Regions from separate parts of the Zea mays genome. Here region 2 is linked to region 1. A link is a contact called in public Hi-C data. All regions are on one chromosome and are shown on one strand. Each heading gives the region's core, a stretch centred on a gene start, on an enhancer-like site or on the middle of the called end of the contact. The rest is flanking DNA. Distances are from core to core; before and after follow the strand shown. Region 1 has its middle 39 kb from the start of LOC103633411. Region 2 holds the start of LOC100383529 (Acidic leucine-rich nuclear phosphoprotein 32-related protein).

Region 1 (7,189 bases), core at 1,225-3,724:
TGACCGCATACGAAACCCCAGAGGGTTTGGACTCGCCTCTACAAGAGCGTCCGCCAAAGCGAAGTCGCTTGGCGGGTCGAGGCTGAATCCAAAGGGCGTGAGATGGGAATCGGTGGGTACCTCTTGGTCGACGGGCGGTGACGAAGTCACGTCAGGGACTGACTGCATCGTCGTCTCAGGTACGAGGGTGACGCCCAACAAGCCTTTCGCGAGCGTGCTGGCGTCGTCCGTTTGCTTGGAATTGGCGTGTTGCGGGGAGTCGGCGCTCGTCTTCGTCTCAAACGCGAGGTCGATGCCCGACGTGCCCCCCGTTAGGGCGCCGGCGCCGTCGACTCGCTCGACAGCCGACGAGGTGCCGCCTCCTGCCTGGCCTTGGTTGCCCTGTCTCCTCCTCCGTCGGCGGGGGAGAGGGCGGGGTGAGCTCGAATGTTGTTCTTCCACCACGCGGGGAAGACGTCGTCGATTCCGCCGCCGGTGGGCGGGCTGTCGGTCGCCATTGTCGCTGTCGCACGGCGGGGGAAGGAGTATCATGCTGTAGCTGCCGTTGAGGGACATGAACTCAAGACTCCCGAAACGGAGCACCGTCCCGGGCTGGAAAGGTTGCTGGAAACTGCCCATCTAGAGCTTGACGGGAAGCTATTTGTCAACACGCAGCAGGCCCCTACCTGGCGCGCCAACTGTCGGCGTTTCGAGACCGGGGGGGTCCCTGGGCCGACGAGTGAAGATGTCGCCGCGTGCCCCAGCCCAGATGGGTCGGCGCGAGACGGAGCGCGAAGGGGGGAAAAAGGCAGCCGGAGCGAGAGAGAGATAGGTGGGAATCCCGCGGTCTTCGTGTTTGTCCCGCGCCCGGGTCGGGTGCGCTTGCAGTAGGGGGTTACAAGCGTCCACGCGGGAGGGGAGCGAGCGGCCTCACGCGGGCGCCTGTCCCGTCCTCTTCCCCGCGCGGCCAACCCTCTGTAAGAGGGCCCTGGTCCTTCCTTTTATAGGCGTAAGGAGAGGATCCAGGTGTACAATGGGGGGTGTAGCAGAGTGCTAACGTGTCTAGCGGAGGAGAGCTAGTGCCCTAAGTACATGCCATCGTGGCAGCCGGAGAGGTTTTGGCACCCGGTTCGTGTGGTGTCGTGGCCGTCGGAGGAGCGCTGGAGCCTGGCGGAAGGACAGCTGTCGGGGCTGTCGAGTCCTTGTTGACGTCCTCTTGCTTCCGTAAGGGGGCTGGGAGCCGCTGTCGTCATAGAGCGTGTGGGGCGCCATCATTACTTGTCTGGCGCAGCGAGCCAGATGGGACGCTGGTCTTGTTCCCCGTAGCCTGAGTCAGCTTGGGGTAGGGTAATGATGGCGCCTCCTGTTGACGTGGTCGGTCCGTGCCCTAGGTTGGGCGATGTGGAGGCTCCTCCGAGGTCGAGGTCGAGTCTGTCTTCCGAGGCCAAGGTCGAGTCCGAGCCCCTGGGTCGGGCGAGGCGGAGACCGTCGGCGGAGGCCAGGGCTGAGTCCGAGCTCTATGGTCGGGCGAAGCGGAGTTCGTCGTCTTCCGGGGCTGAGCCCGAGTCCGAGCCCTGGGTCGGGCGAAGCGGAGTTCGTCGTCTTCCGGGGCTGAGCCTGAGTCCGAGCCCTGGGTCGGGCGGAGCGGAGTTCGCCGTCTTCTGGGGCTGAGCCCGAGTCCGAGCCCTGGGTCGGGCGGAGCGGAGTTCGTCGTCTTCCGGGGCTGAGCCCGAGTCCGAGCCCTGGGTCGGGCGAAGCGGAGTTTCCTATGGTGCCTGAGGCCGGGCCTGACTGCCTGTCAGCCTCACTCTGTCGAGTGGCACAGCAGTCGGAGCGGCGCAGGCGGCGCTGTCCTTCTGTCAGGCCGGTTAGTGGAGCGGCGAAGTGACTGCGGTCACTTCGGCTCTGTCGACTGGAGGTCGTGCGTCAGGATAAAGGTGTCAGGTCACCTTTACATTAAATGCCCCTGCGATTTGGTCGGTTGGCGTGGCGTTTTGGCCAGGGTTGCTTCTTGGCGAAGACTAGGCCTCGGGCGAGCCGAAAGTATGTTCGTCGCTGGAGGGGGGCCTCAGGCGAGACGGAAATCCTCCGGGGTCGGCTGCCCTTGCCCGAGGCTAGGCTCGGGCGAGGCGTGACCGAGTCCCTCGAATGGACCGATCTCTGACTTAGTCGCACCCATCAGACCTTTGCAGCTTTGTGCTGATGGGGTTACCAGCTGAGAATTAGGAGTCATGAGGGTACACCTAATTATGGTCCCGATAAGATACATAAAATAATAATTAATAATAATATGAGTATATGACATATGAAAGTTTAGATATTTCGGGTATTCGATTATGATATCCGAATTACTCAAATTAAGTTCGGGTTTCATAAGTTGTTACCCAAAATTTCGAAACAAAATTTGGATTTCGGGGTTTCGCCGACCTGTTCGGTACGCGATCGGCTCCGCTCCTGTTCGCATGGCCCAGCCGGCCCCCTCTGCACGCGCTCCCGTTACCTCCGCTGACGTTCACATGGGCCGCGCTCGCGTGGGCTTTCCTCCGCTCCCGTCCACACCGGTTCCGTCGGCATGCATGCAGCCGCGCGTTGACATCGATGAATGCATATCCTTCTCAAAACAAACAAACAAACAAACGTGACGAATGCATAGAGAAAAGAAATAAAACAAAAATAGGAGCAAAACGTGATGAATGCATGCAATCGGGTAGATAATAATCGGTCTGTTAGAATAAATTAAATATTTAAAAATATATGTATGGAATTTGGTGATGACCTTTTCTTATGTTACAAACAAGAATAAAATATTGAATAAATTGTTTTATACATTATTTGCTCACTACAACAACAAAAAGACAAACTATCCAAACTCAGTGCTAAAAACAAGTAAACGAATTTGTATAGCAGAATCTATTTTATAATCAAATAAAAAACCAAAAAATTGATATCCAATAAGTATTTGTTTTTATCCCTAGGTCTAAATCGAGGAATCTGATAGAATGTTTTAAAACCAGATATTGTTCTTTTTTTTATTGGGGGTGCTATATGGAAAGACATAGAGTTTCAAGGAATGGTAAAACTAAATCTACTAGAGAAACCCATTTTCAATAGTATAATTTGGGCTACTCGTATATGACGTTCTTGGAACAGTCTGTTTAATTATAAGGACATCTATGTCGAATATGACTCAAGATTTTCCTATTGGTATTAAAGTGGATCCAAGTAGATTAAAGAGGTTGAGTTGTCAAAGACTACTATTTATTTAAACTATTTCTAGTAGACTCTCTTCGATTGAAATCGAAATTCGTTTTAGATAATTATTAAATTCATATAATATTTGATATATGTATTTTATATATGTGTCTAAATTCATTACCATCTATTTGAATATAAACATAAAAATCTAGAACTAAAACTAATACTATTTTGGAACAGACCGAGTGTTTATGATAAAAAAGAAGAGTTGCAAGAGACTAACTCAGACTTGTTGCTAAGTGGAATAATGCAATACAAGACATGAGACATATCTTTCAAAGAAGGCTTTCTCGATAACCCAATTGATTTGGGTACTTTAAATCCATTATTTTACCTATTCAAAGATCAGACTTTTTTCTCTATATTTTCGCAGCAAGAATTCTTTACATATGAAGATGACAAGATGTCAAAGCACCCCATTGCATAACAAAGTTATTCCCCACCACTAAATAACATAAATGCTCTATGCAAGTTGTGAAAATAGTTAAAATGCTAATATTGTACCATTTAATTTCAAAAAATAGTTCACTCCCACAAGAGCAATGTCGTATACAAAAAATATATCATGGAACTTCTTATGAAATATAAACACAAAATAAAATAAAAACGTAAAAGTTGAAAAAAAACATACGGAAAATAACAAGAAAAACCCACATAATAGAAGAAAAAAAGAGTGCATCATATATGAGTAACGCATGAGTAAACCTATTGTGGCTACTTGAATAAACATAAAACATGTATAAAATATCATAATATCACTATTATATGAGTACCTAAAGATAATCACTCAACATCTCTTTTATACTATATAAACATCACAAAATATATTATAGAACATCGTATTTATATTACGTGAACATCACAAATCACTCATAAAATATAGATTTAAAAAAATTAAAAACAATGTAATTAAAGTAAAATAACAATGATAGATCTGTTCAAACGTTGGATCAGGTTTGGGTCGAGTCAAGGTTGGGTCGTGTTGTTTGGCACGACCCTAAACCCGACCCGTGTTTAGTGTTGGGTTGGTTCGTAACTCCCTGTTGGATGTGTTGAGTTGGGTTTTTTTTACTTTGGGTTGAATTTTTTCGGGTTGAGTCAATTTTGAGTTAAAATATATGGTCTGTGCCTGATTCGTGAATTGTTGCGGGTCAAAAAGTATAACTCATACTAGCCTGTTATATTGATTGAGTCGGGTCATGTCAGGATTTTCGAGCGAGAAGTGACTCATGCTCATGTCTATTCGATGGTTGCGACACACATTCTGGCCACGACTTCGAGTCTTTTAGTGTAGGGGTTCTACACATTACACGTTCCCGGTAGATATAATACAAAAATAAAAACCGTAATAATTCTATTAATACTTATTCGGTATGTAAACATTATAGCTCTGTACATGAATTTAGTAAACTTAAATTATTTGACAAAGATGACTAAAATATTAGTTCTTACATGACTAAGGAAGTATAAGGCTGTATCCAGTAACGTCCCCTAAATTCTGTCCTTAAAAAATATTCTCTATCCTTTACATCATACTTTTCCATTTATTTAGTTTTTTTGTTTGTTTTGTTTCCATTCCACGCAATAAAATGGATGCGCAAAAATAGTATATTTAATTAATTTGCAATTAATATGTTATGAAATAATGCGTGATTAATAATTTCGAATTGTAACTATTATTTACCACTCGATGTGATATTTTGTGTAATTGTTGTCGGAACGCCATATAGTTTTTATAGGTTTAAAAATATGTTTCCAGATATACTAGCTTGCACCGTAAGCCACGACACTTATTCAACAAGCCATCGACTAGCTTCGTCTGCACGCCACCACGATGCCTTGTCCCCGAAGCCTATTCATTCTACAAATAAGCACTCATGTTTCAACACTTCACTCCCACTTCACTTACAGAGCTCCACAACCCGTACTTAGAATCCAATGTTCTTCTTAGGATGATGCAAGAAATGGAAGAGGAAGAAGAAGAGTTGGAGATGGCGACATACCTGCATCTTAGAAGGCGTCGTGCATGCAACGAGCGTCGTCACAGTGGTTCCATTCCTAGGCGTGTTCGGATTCATCGTGACCACATGAGCGACGATGCAAGAATCTAAGCGGACTACTTCGGCACCCAACCCGTGTACACGGATGCTCAATTCCGTAGGAGTTATTTCATATACTTCTTACGCACATTCATTGTTACATGTACTTAACTTGATCGAGCCTGACAGTGGCACACATTTATTATATGGTAGGTTCCACATGCGTCGCCATGTGTTTAAGCGCCTTGTTGATGTTGTGCAACAAGTCGATCCTTACTTTATTCAGTGCCCAAACTGTGCCGGTGAGATAGGTCTATCTGCTCTGCAGAAAGTTGTTGCTGTTGTTCGTATCCTTGCTTATGGTATTCCTGCTGATGTCGTCAACGAATACGTACGCATTGGTGAATCTACCGCTCATGAGGCATTGAAACACTTTTGCATGGCCATCCAAACTGGATTTGGGGCTTACTATCTCCATGCACCTAATGCGGTAGATATCGCACGCCTCCTCCAAGTTGGAGAGTCATGAGGGTTCCCTGGTATGCTTGGTAGTGTCGATTGTATGCATTGGGAGTGGCGTAACTGCCCAAGTGCATGAAAGGGAATTTTTACAGGTCGCGGTAAATATCCATCCATGATCATTGAAGCAGTTGCGTCGTATGACCTTTGGATTTGGCATGCATATTTTGAAATGCCAGGTAGCTGCAACGACATTGAAAGTGCATTCATCCCTTTTGTGGGTTTTGGTGATTTGGATAACAACACATTTAAAGGTCTAACAAGTTTGCTAAGTGTTGAACAGGAAATTCAGTATGATGAACATACTTAAATAGTGTATAATGATCAACGAACAAAGGTTCAACACAAGGTTAAATAATGAGTGAGACAATGCAAACAGATATAATATGGTTTCTATATTGGTTTGAATATATGGACAAGACCTAAGAAATCACTATGCATAAATATGATCAGAATAGAGGTTGAAGTGATTAAGAGGACTCGTCAAGCCCAAGTGAATAAGATATGTGGAATCGTGAATTGACTTGACCATATTACTATTAGTCCACATATGCTTCTATGAGAATCAAACTAGAGCTTGATTGATCTTAGCATTTATATCTAGATGACATTCAAGCAAGGTTCACAATATCGAAGAAATGATTCTCTTAATGGAAGCTCAATATGATGTGACTCAAGAATGGCTTGATAGGGTGAAGATAGCAAGGATAGGGCTTCGAGGAACTAACCGAAGGTGAAGGCCAAACGACGGCTTGTGGATTGAGGTACCATTGCTAAGGTGAAGAAGAGAGTACTTGCACTAAGTCGATGAACTAATCAACTATAAAGAGTTATATTGTGTTGATGCATTGGTAATGTGACTTGAAGCCATGAGTTGAGCTCATATATGGTGAAATGGTTCAAGTCACAGGCTTGACTTGTGTTTGCTTCAAAAGGTGAGACGAAGATGTTTGTGATCTTTATGAAGCAACGCCATGGAGAAATCACACATGAGACACCAATGACTCAAGGAGTTTACTTAATTATATTTTATTTAACTTGAGTATAGGAATCGTCGTACTATCAAGGGGGATCCAAAAAGAAGGTTGGTGTTGGTACTAAAGCTCAAAATCCTTGATGCAAAACTTCTATTTTACCCTTGTTAATCCTTAGTGAAAGTATGTAGTACAACCTTTTTAAGTTTATCTTGGCCAAAATTGCTCTCTGTAAAATACTGGTTCAGCTGGTTTTCAGGTTGGTTTAGCTGGTATTCAAATACTAGCTCAACTCGTTTTTGGACCAGCTCAGCTCGTTTTGGCCCTGGTCCACCTTTCTACACAAGTATGTGTGCAGTTTTGTGAAAACCAGCTCAGCCAGTTTTGGCTCTGGTACACCCACCTACTTAGTCGACCACTGAA
Region 2 (7,189 bases), core at 1,357-3,856, 88 kb after region 1:
ATGTATCCCTTGAGAATCATCTGTCGCACCCCTTGAATTGATCACAAATATAATATTTTACTAGGTGTGTGTCCGTGCGTTGCAACGGGAGTACGCTGAGATGAGCATCGACACATATCTGATCGAATCTTATAGTTTCTTGGAGGTATGGAGAAAGTTTGCTCGGAAGCTAAACAAGTTAAGACCTGAGCATGTGTTACCCTTGTGCCCCATCAGCACACTATTCCGCGCTTGTATGAGTCTTGCATTGATGTCACACAAAATGTAATGTTGCCTGTCACGATAACGTGGTTCCATCGGGAATTTAACTTCAACTCGAGCGACAATACTATACTTCCGTTGTAGCCCATAAAAATATGTATCGCTATAGTCGTCGAACAACTTGAAGCTATATTAAACATGCGACTAAATAACATTCATAAATTTGATAGCAAAATCTTGTGTTAACTATTGTTTATAATATAACTTACATAGCCATCCTTTTTTCTTGTCCAATGCAACTCTTTCACGGTTCAATACGACTGGCTCCATCAAAACCTTTTATCATTAGAAAATATTTAAAACTAAATTGTAAAATGGTCCAATGCATTGATATAGCACGACGTAGGAGCAGTGTGGGTTGGTTGGTTGAGCATTTATTTTGGACTGTAGGTGTGACTGTGATTAAGGCTTGTAGTTCACGAGTCTGTAGCTCATGCAGAGGTGGATGACATGCATGATTGCGTCTGACGACTTTGTATTGCCCAGTTGGTGCTCAAGTACGGTGTCTGCAGCTCATACTAAATACCTTTAATGACACAATGCCTAAAACCTCACTAGCAGTTGAAAAGAACAAACCTAATACAATGGTGCGTTTTCAGCAATTCCAAACAAACCAAACAAGGTAGATTGGCAATTTTCTAACTTCATGGAGCACAAGCGAGTCACTTGAAACCCTAATACTTTTTCAAGCATCTGAAGCGCAGTAGCGATATTGTATTGTATTTTTCTTGTAACAAAAGCTGATTTGGCTACGTATATAGAACGTATCTGATTCCCAACCCTAAGATTTATACCAATTATGAATGCATAGAACCATTAAATTTTCAAACATTTAAACATGTGACAGACGTTTCAAAGATTGGGCCTTCGTGATTCAACCGTGTGAGATACAACAGTAAAAAAGACACCAAAATTGAGAAAGATCGCAAGCAGGTCCTCAACAAATAATGAAATACGGATGGAACAAGAACGGGCAATGCAGTTTCTTTATTTTCCTACACCAAATACATATGTTACAAACACAATGTAATAATACAAGTACTTCGCTGTCTCGGTTGGGAATGCAAAAACAAAAGGTCTTCTCAGAGGAACGAAGTTTTAGCAGTAGCAATTCCAAGGGCCAAACTGTTGTAAAACAGTGGTGGTACACCATCCAAACACAACAGTATGAAAAAAGGGGCATCAACATTAGGCATGAACAACATCTGCAACAGATACTTGCAAGCACAACAACCTGCCCCCTCGTCTCTAATTATCTTGGTAACCTGCGACACAACAAAGTACTAGAGGCCGAGCGCAAAGAGGAACGATAGATTCCATACATTCCTGTCGTTCTAGAGGCCGAGCCCTCCAATCTTGTCAAAAACAGCGAGTGTTCTTCCCCTTCTGTTCTTCCCTCCAACCGCAACTTCTCTCTGTTATCACGAGCAGTGCTGATAACGTATTACAGTTCAGTGAAAACGAGATTCGAGAGAATAGTGCAAATGACAGTTTTTCCTTTATTACAACAGAGATTATATTTATATATATATGAAGGAGTACATTGTCAAAAAATGTATCCTTAAGAATCATCTGTCGCACCCCTTGAATTGATCACAAATATAATATTTTATAACACCCCTGCAAAGATCCTCTCAACTCTCAACTCTCAACCCGGGACGTGCCGTGTTCCCCAAACCGTCGCCACTGCAGACCAGTCCAACGCTGAGCCGGATCCACATCAACTAGTGCCAAACTGTCAGGGCCAGCCGCCCTCCGGGGGCCCCACTGCCAGTCTGCGCGGCCCTCTACTCCACCGCACCGGGTAAAGGGTAGGCAGAAGAAACTAGACGCAAGTCCACACCAATCCGACGGCCTACGCTGCCTCGATGTAATCGCACGGTACTCGGCTCAGAGCTGTCTATTTCTGAACTGTTTGCTATCAAGCCACTTCCACTGTGGGCCCATATATCTTGGCCAGCTCTGTCAGTGATGTCCAATACCCAAACCCGAGGTACGCCTGGGCCCAGCAATTAACTAATAATATCTCGTGCTAAAAAAACAGAGACGAAAAAAAAAGAAAAACAAGGCAGGAGAAAAAGATGCTTTTGGCATCATCCAGCCCACCACGTCTCTCCCGCTCTCCGGCCCGCTCTCCACCCACCCCCTCTCAAAAGAAACACACGCCCCTCGGATACCGCCACGTCAGCGATCCGCGCCTCTCGATCCGAGCACTCGCATTGGCCGCGCGCGAGACCCACTAGCCAACCTCCCTGCGCCTGGTCCAGGGCGCGCCCCGTGAACCGCTCCCCTCTTCCCCCAATGGCGAGGAAAACACCCACCCCGTATAAGATCACTCTGTATTTCAAATCCCCTCGCATCCAAACACTTCCGTGGAAAAAAAACAATTAATAATTTATTACTGGCAGAAGGGGGAAGAAGAGATGGTGGACGAGGCATGGGAGCGGGCGGTGGAGGCGGCGCTGCACGCCGGCGGCGAGGGGAGCTCGTCGCCGGCGCGGAGCCTGACGCTTGACGGCGCCGTCAAGTGCACGCACGGGCGGCTGCCGGCGGCAGAGATACTGGAGCGGCACCAGAGCCTGGAGCACCTTTCGATCGCTGGCGTCGGGGTCACGTCGCTCGAGGGTTTCCCGCGGCTGCGGAACCTCACGCGGCTCACCCTCTCCGACAACCGCATCGCCGGCGGTCTCGACCACCTCGTCGCCGCTGGCCTGTCCTCGCTGCGGGACCTCGACCTCAGCAACAACCGCATCCAGGACGTTGACGACCTCGCGCCACTCGCCGACCTGCGCCTCGTCTCGCTCGACCTCTACGAGTGCCCCGTTACCCGTGTCAAGGACTACAGATCCAGGGTCTTCGAGATGATCCGGACGCTCAAATACCTGGACAAGATGGATGCCGACGAGAACGAGCGCCCCGAGTCCGATGACGACGATGACGACGGCGAGGGCGATGGCGAGGGCGATGGCGACGATGATGACGAAGATGAAGAAGACGAGGAAGACCCTGGGAGCGGCGAGGTAGCGAACGGCGGCGTCGCCCATGCGCGCGCGGGCGTGCCCTCGCACCCGGTGGAGGTGAATGGGGTGATCGATGTGGACGAGGAGGAGAGCGACGCTGACGAGGTCATCCCGAACGGTGGTGTCGAGCACAGCCATGGCGCAAACGGGTTTCGTGTCGCGGCTGCTGGCGAAGCCCGTGGCGAGGAGGATGAGGACGTGGAGGAAGATGACGACGACGACGATGACTTTGAGGAGGAGGATTTGGGGGAGGAGATTGATGAGGATGTTGATGACGAGGATGCTGTTGTGGAGGTGCATGATGTACCAAGTAGTGACGAGGAGGAAGATGGCGTGGAGGAGGATGAGGAAGAAGAGGATGAGGACGAAGATGATGAAGAAGAGGAGGAGGTTGAGGATGAAGGTGAAGAGGCGGAGCCACAGAGCAGTGGTAGGGTTGCCATGATGACAGGCGAGGATGAAGGAGAAGAGATAGATGGGCATGAACATGGAGAAGGGGACGATGAGGATGAAAATGGTGAGATTGGTGAAGAGGATGAGGAGGGATTGGAGGTGGGGAATGATGACGACGAAGACGACGCAGATGCGGATGATGAGGTATATCACATTGATTTTCTTGCAGGCGTTTCAAGTGCTTTTCCATTTATTGCAATTTCCTGTTTACTCAGTTGTTAATCTTTTTACGGTTATCTATTTGTTTATATCACTGCAGATGACATAACATGCATTTTGTTTTTTTAGTATAGTATTGTGAAAGTTGGCTCTTAGCGAAATTAATTTGTCACGGTGTTGCTCTTGTATCTGCTAGTGAGCTGCCTAGGATCATCCGGGAGAGCTGTAGAGCACCGTGGCGGTTGCTGAACACATCTATAGCATATTTTCCTGCGGTTTAATAATTTTATTATAACTTCTATCTGCGTATAGTCAGTGCTGGTAAATCTGAACTTTTTATACCTAGTGAACTGTAGATATGGTGGTATGGCCTAAAATGACAATGACTGGGGTATTAGTATGTTGGTTTTGGAAGTCTGTAAATTTTATTTGTTTGTCTATGATCTGCTGGATGATTAGCTCGTGTGCATTTACATTTGGCAATCATAGATCTTGATGCATTTGGTTTAAAGAGCCTTTTGGCTATTATCTGTTTATGCATATTTTTTTGGCATGCGTCTGTTGTGAATTATTCCTGTTTTAGTGAGGTTAGAATTTTTAGGATATCCCCCTTCGTGCAATGCAACTGTATTTTTGCACTCTTGTCCATATTACTGTTTAAGATTTTTTATTGTTTGTGATTTGTGGTGATGACCACATTAGGCCTTGTTCGGTTATTCCCATTACACATGGATTGGATGTGATTGAAAAAAATTAAGAAGAAATTTGACTTGCTTGGGATTTAAACCCACTCCATCCACATGGATTGCGAGCGAACCGAACAAGCCCTTAAGGAGTTCTTGATGAACTTGAGCACTTTGTGCCGCGCCTATGTCATCTGCCCATCTTCAGATGGTAGATGAAATACTGATGGAGTTGTGCCTGAACATGTCAATGCATATATGTTCTTCTTGCCATGCGTTTTACCATAATATGTTCCTTTGAAATCTGCTAATCTGTGTAATCAAAAGATTTTATGACTGCTTTGCTCATTAAAATGGTGCCTCTGCCATGAACTGGTTGCTTTTTAAATAAATGCTATTCTTAACTACCTGCTTGTCATCATCTTTAAAGATTGTCCGAATCCCTAACAAGCTCTATATCTACTTGTTATCTAGTTTTTTTTCTCCAAAATATTTCATGCGATCATTCTTGCGATGGTGTATGTTTAGTATTTTGTTGCCTTAATCTTGGATTGCCTGTGAACTTGTGATGGTGGTTCTTTTGGTACATGTTGAACAAGTATTCCTGAACTGTACTGTATATAAGATTGCCTATTAGTATTCTGTTTTCTCAATGCTATCTGGTTTTTTTTTTTTGCTTAGAATTGATTATCTGCATGTTTGCCAAAACTTGAGTTGCTGGGCCTTCTGTACAAAGGAATCTGGTCTATATTTATGGCCATCTGCATTCCACTTCCAGTCCATTCTAACAATATTTTTTTTGTTTGAGTTTTTGAGAGATTTCTTTCATGGCATGGAGTAAGAAATTCGGTTCTAATTAAGGTTTATTGCAAAATTTTATCTTCAGGATGAAGATACTGAATATCTTGTGCAACCAATCGCTCAGCCTCAAGCCATGGCTATTGGAAGTGAATTAGATGGAGTTGACCCTGATGATGCTGACGAGGACAAGGAAGAAGTCGACAACGATGATGATGGGGCCACAGATCAGCCTTCATCCTCGCATGGAGCCAAGCGGAAGAGAGATGATGATGATCTGTCAGGCAGTGGTGATGACAGTGAGGATGACGGTGTTGAGGACTTGAGGCCCTTCAAGCACAAGTGATGGAGCAGCCAATGTACATGGATCCCTCCCTCCCCCTTCTTCAGCTAGAAGTAAGCAGCAAGATCAGCAGCAGCAGGAGGAGGCAGCAGGAACAGAAATATGGTGGGTTTCCCCTGTCTTCTTTTTAATTGTTTTTTCTTGTAAAAACTTTGAATTGAGAGAGAGCTTCTGCCTCCTTGGAATAGCAGATTTTAGGAGGTAATGGAGAGAAACACCTTGTGTAGCCTAGTAGGCCAGTAGGTAACCAGTTCGGTTCTTCAGTCTCTCACCTTGCCGGCAAGCCCCCTTTTGTGTTCGATTTTTCCCTCCAACTTTCAAATGGTAGTTGCAACCGTGGGGCTTCCCTCCATCCTTTGAAATTTCTGTTGCACTGGCCGTGTAGGGTTGCACAAACTGTAGTTTCCCTCCAAAAGAAAGCCCGGGAAATGCCCCCCCTTTCAAATGCCCATGGTAGCCGTTGCCCCCATTTGAATTCTTGAGGTACTGCACCTCCAATCGGCTGAATTGCTTTCTGTTATGGTTACTGCTTTGAGATAGGTGAAATGGCTGTGGTTGCAGCGATGGAGGCAAACCGGGCTCCTAGTGCCTGTATATTTTTAAGGCCTTTTTTTTCGGCAGGGGAGGCTCGCTCTCAGCCTGCTGCCTTCAGCAGCAGCGTGTCTATGGGTTCACGGTGGTCGCGTCGTGTTGCCCGTGGTCTATCGCGGGGCTCGTTCTCTGTGTCACTGTCAAGCGGGCCCCAGGTGCAGGTGTGTGTTGCTCTGTTCTTGCGGTGAAATCGGGCTTGGGCGAGTAATATACAGTTGTTGGTCTGGGCTGGATGGAGAGTGAAGTGGAACAACCTCCCTTTGTTTGATCTGTCGCGAGGAGCCGGGGAGATATGGCGGTGGAGTAGAGGACAGTACAGCAGCCGCTTTCGTTTCCCTTTCGCTTTGGCAAGTTGCGCTAGCGGGGATGGGATGACAGGGCCCGGCGGACCCGGCCCCTTGTGGGTGGTGGGTCGGCGGGCGTGGGAGTAGGCAGTAGCGGTGGTGGTGGGGGCGGTAACGTGACTAGCGGCGGCGTGAGCGCGCTGGTGGGGTGGGTCCCGCGGGTGGTTGTGTGGCGGGCAGCGCAACGTTGTCGGTGAGCGTGGCTCGAGGTGGGGCAGGGTCTAGGGTTGCGAGAGGGTGCGAAGGAAGATCCCACGAGATGCCTCAGCCCGTCCGCCGGATGCTTCTCGGCCTCTGGCAAAATGGGGCAAACCCTTGCCAACCTTTCTTTACTTCGCGGTTTAATGACGGTACTGCCCCTCTGCCGGACCCGCCACGTTGAATAATCTGTACCGCGCGTTGGTGTGGCCCCGCAGGTCAGGGGGATGTCGCGGTCGGCGGGCGTACCCTCTTTGGTGACTGCGGATGGATTTGTGGTTCATGGGTGGATGGATTTCAGGATTTGGAATTACGCGAAGTTACGGCGCGGTTGTTGCT

What was found. A called contact is a pair of places that touch in the nucleus more often than the background predicts.
Region 2: a contact with region 1 is called in a Hi-C map of leaf, with 4 times the contacts expected there. The contact joins the promoter of LOC100383529 here to the enhancer-like site in region 1. A contact is called at or near these places in 3 of 25 Hi-C or Micro-C datasets (ear, leaf and tassel).

Annotation. Positions count from the first base shown.
Region 1 is chr7:173,978,652-173,985,840 of Zm-B73-REFERENCE-NAM-5.0, forward strand. No RefSeq gene overlaps it. Among protein-coding and RNA genes, the nearest start is that of LOC103633411, 39 kb to the left of the region's middle. Within about 2 kb of position 2,475, at least 14 of the 20 cell types and tissues checked have an H3K27ac peak or open chromatin away from gene starts, as enhancers often do. A contact at or near this core is called in ear, leaf and tassel, where this site is marked.
Region 2 is chr7:174,066,131-174,073,319 of Zm-B73-REFERENCE-NAM-5.0, forward strand. LOC100383529 (Acidic leucine-rich nuclear phosphoprotein 32-related protein) reads left to right here and starts at 2,607. Exons shown (of 2, transcript NM_001176177.1): 1 at 2,607-3,878; 2 at 5,463-5,942. The coding sequence starts at 2,685. The coding sequence ends at 5,720.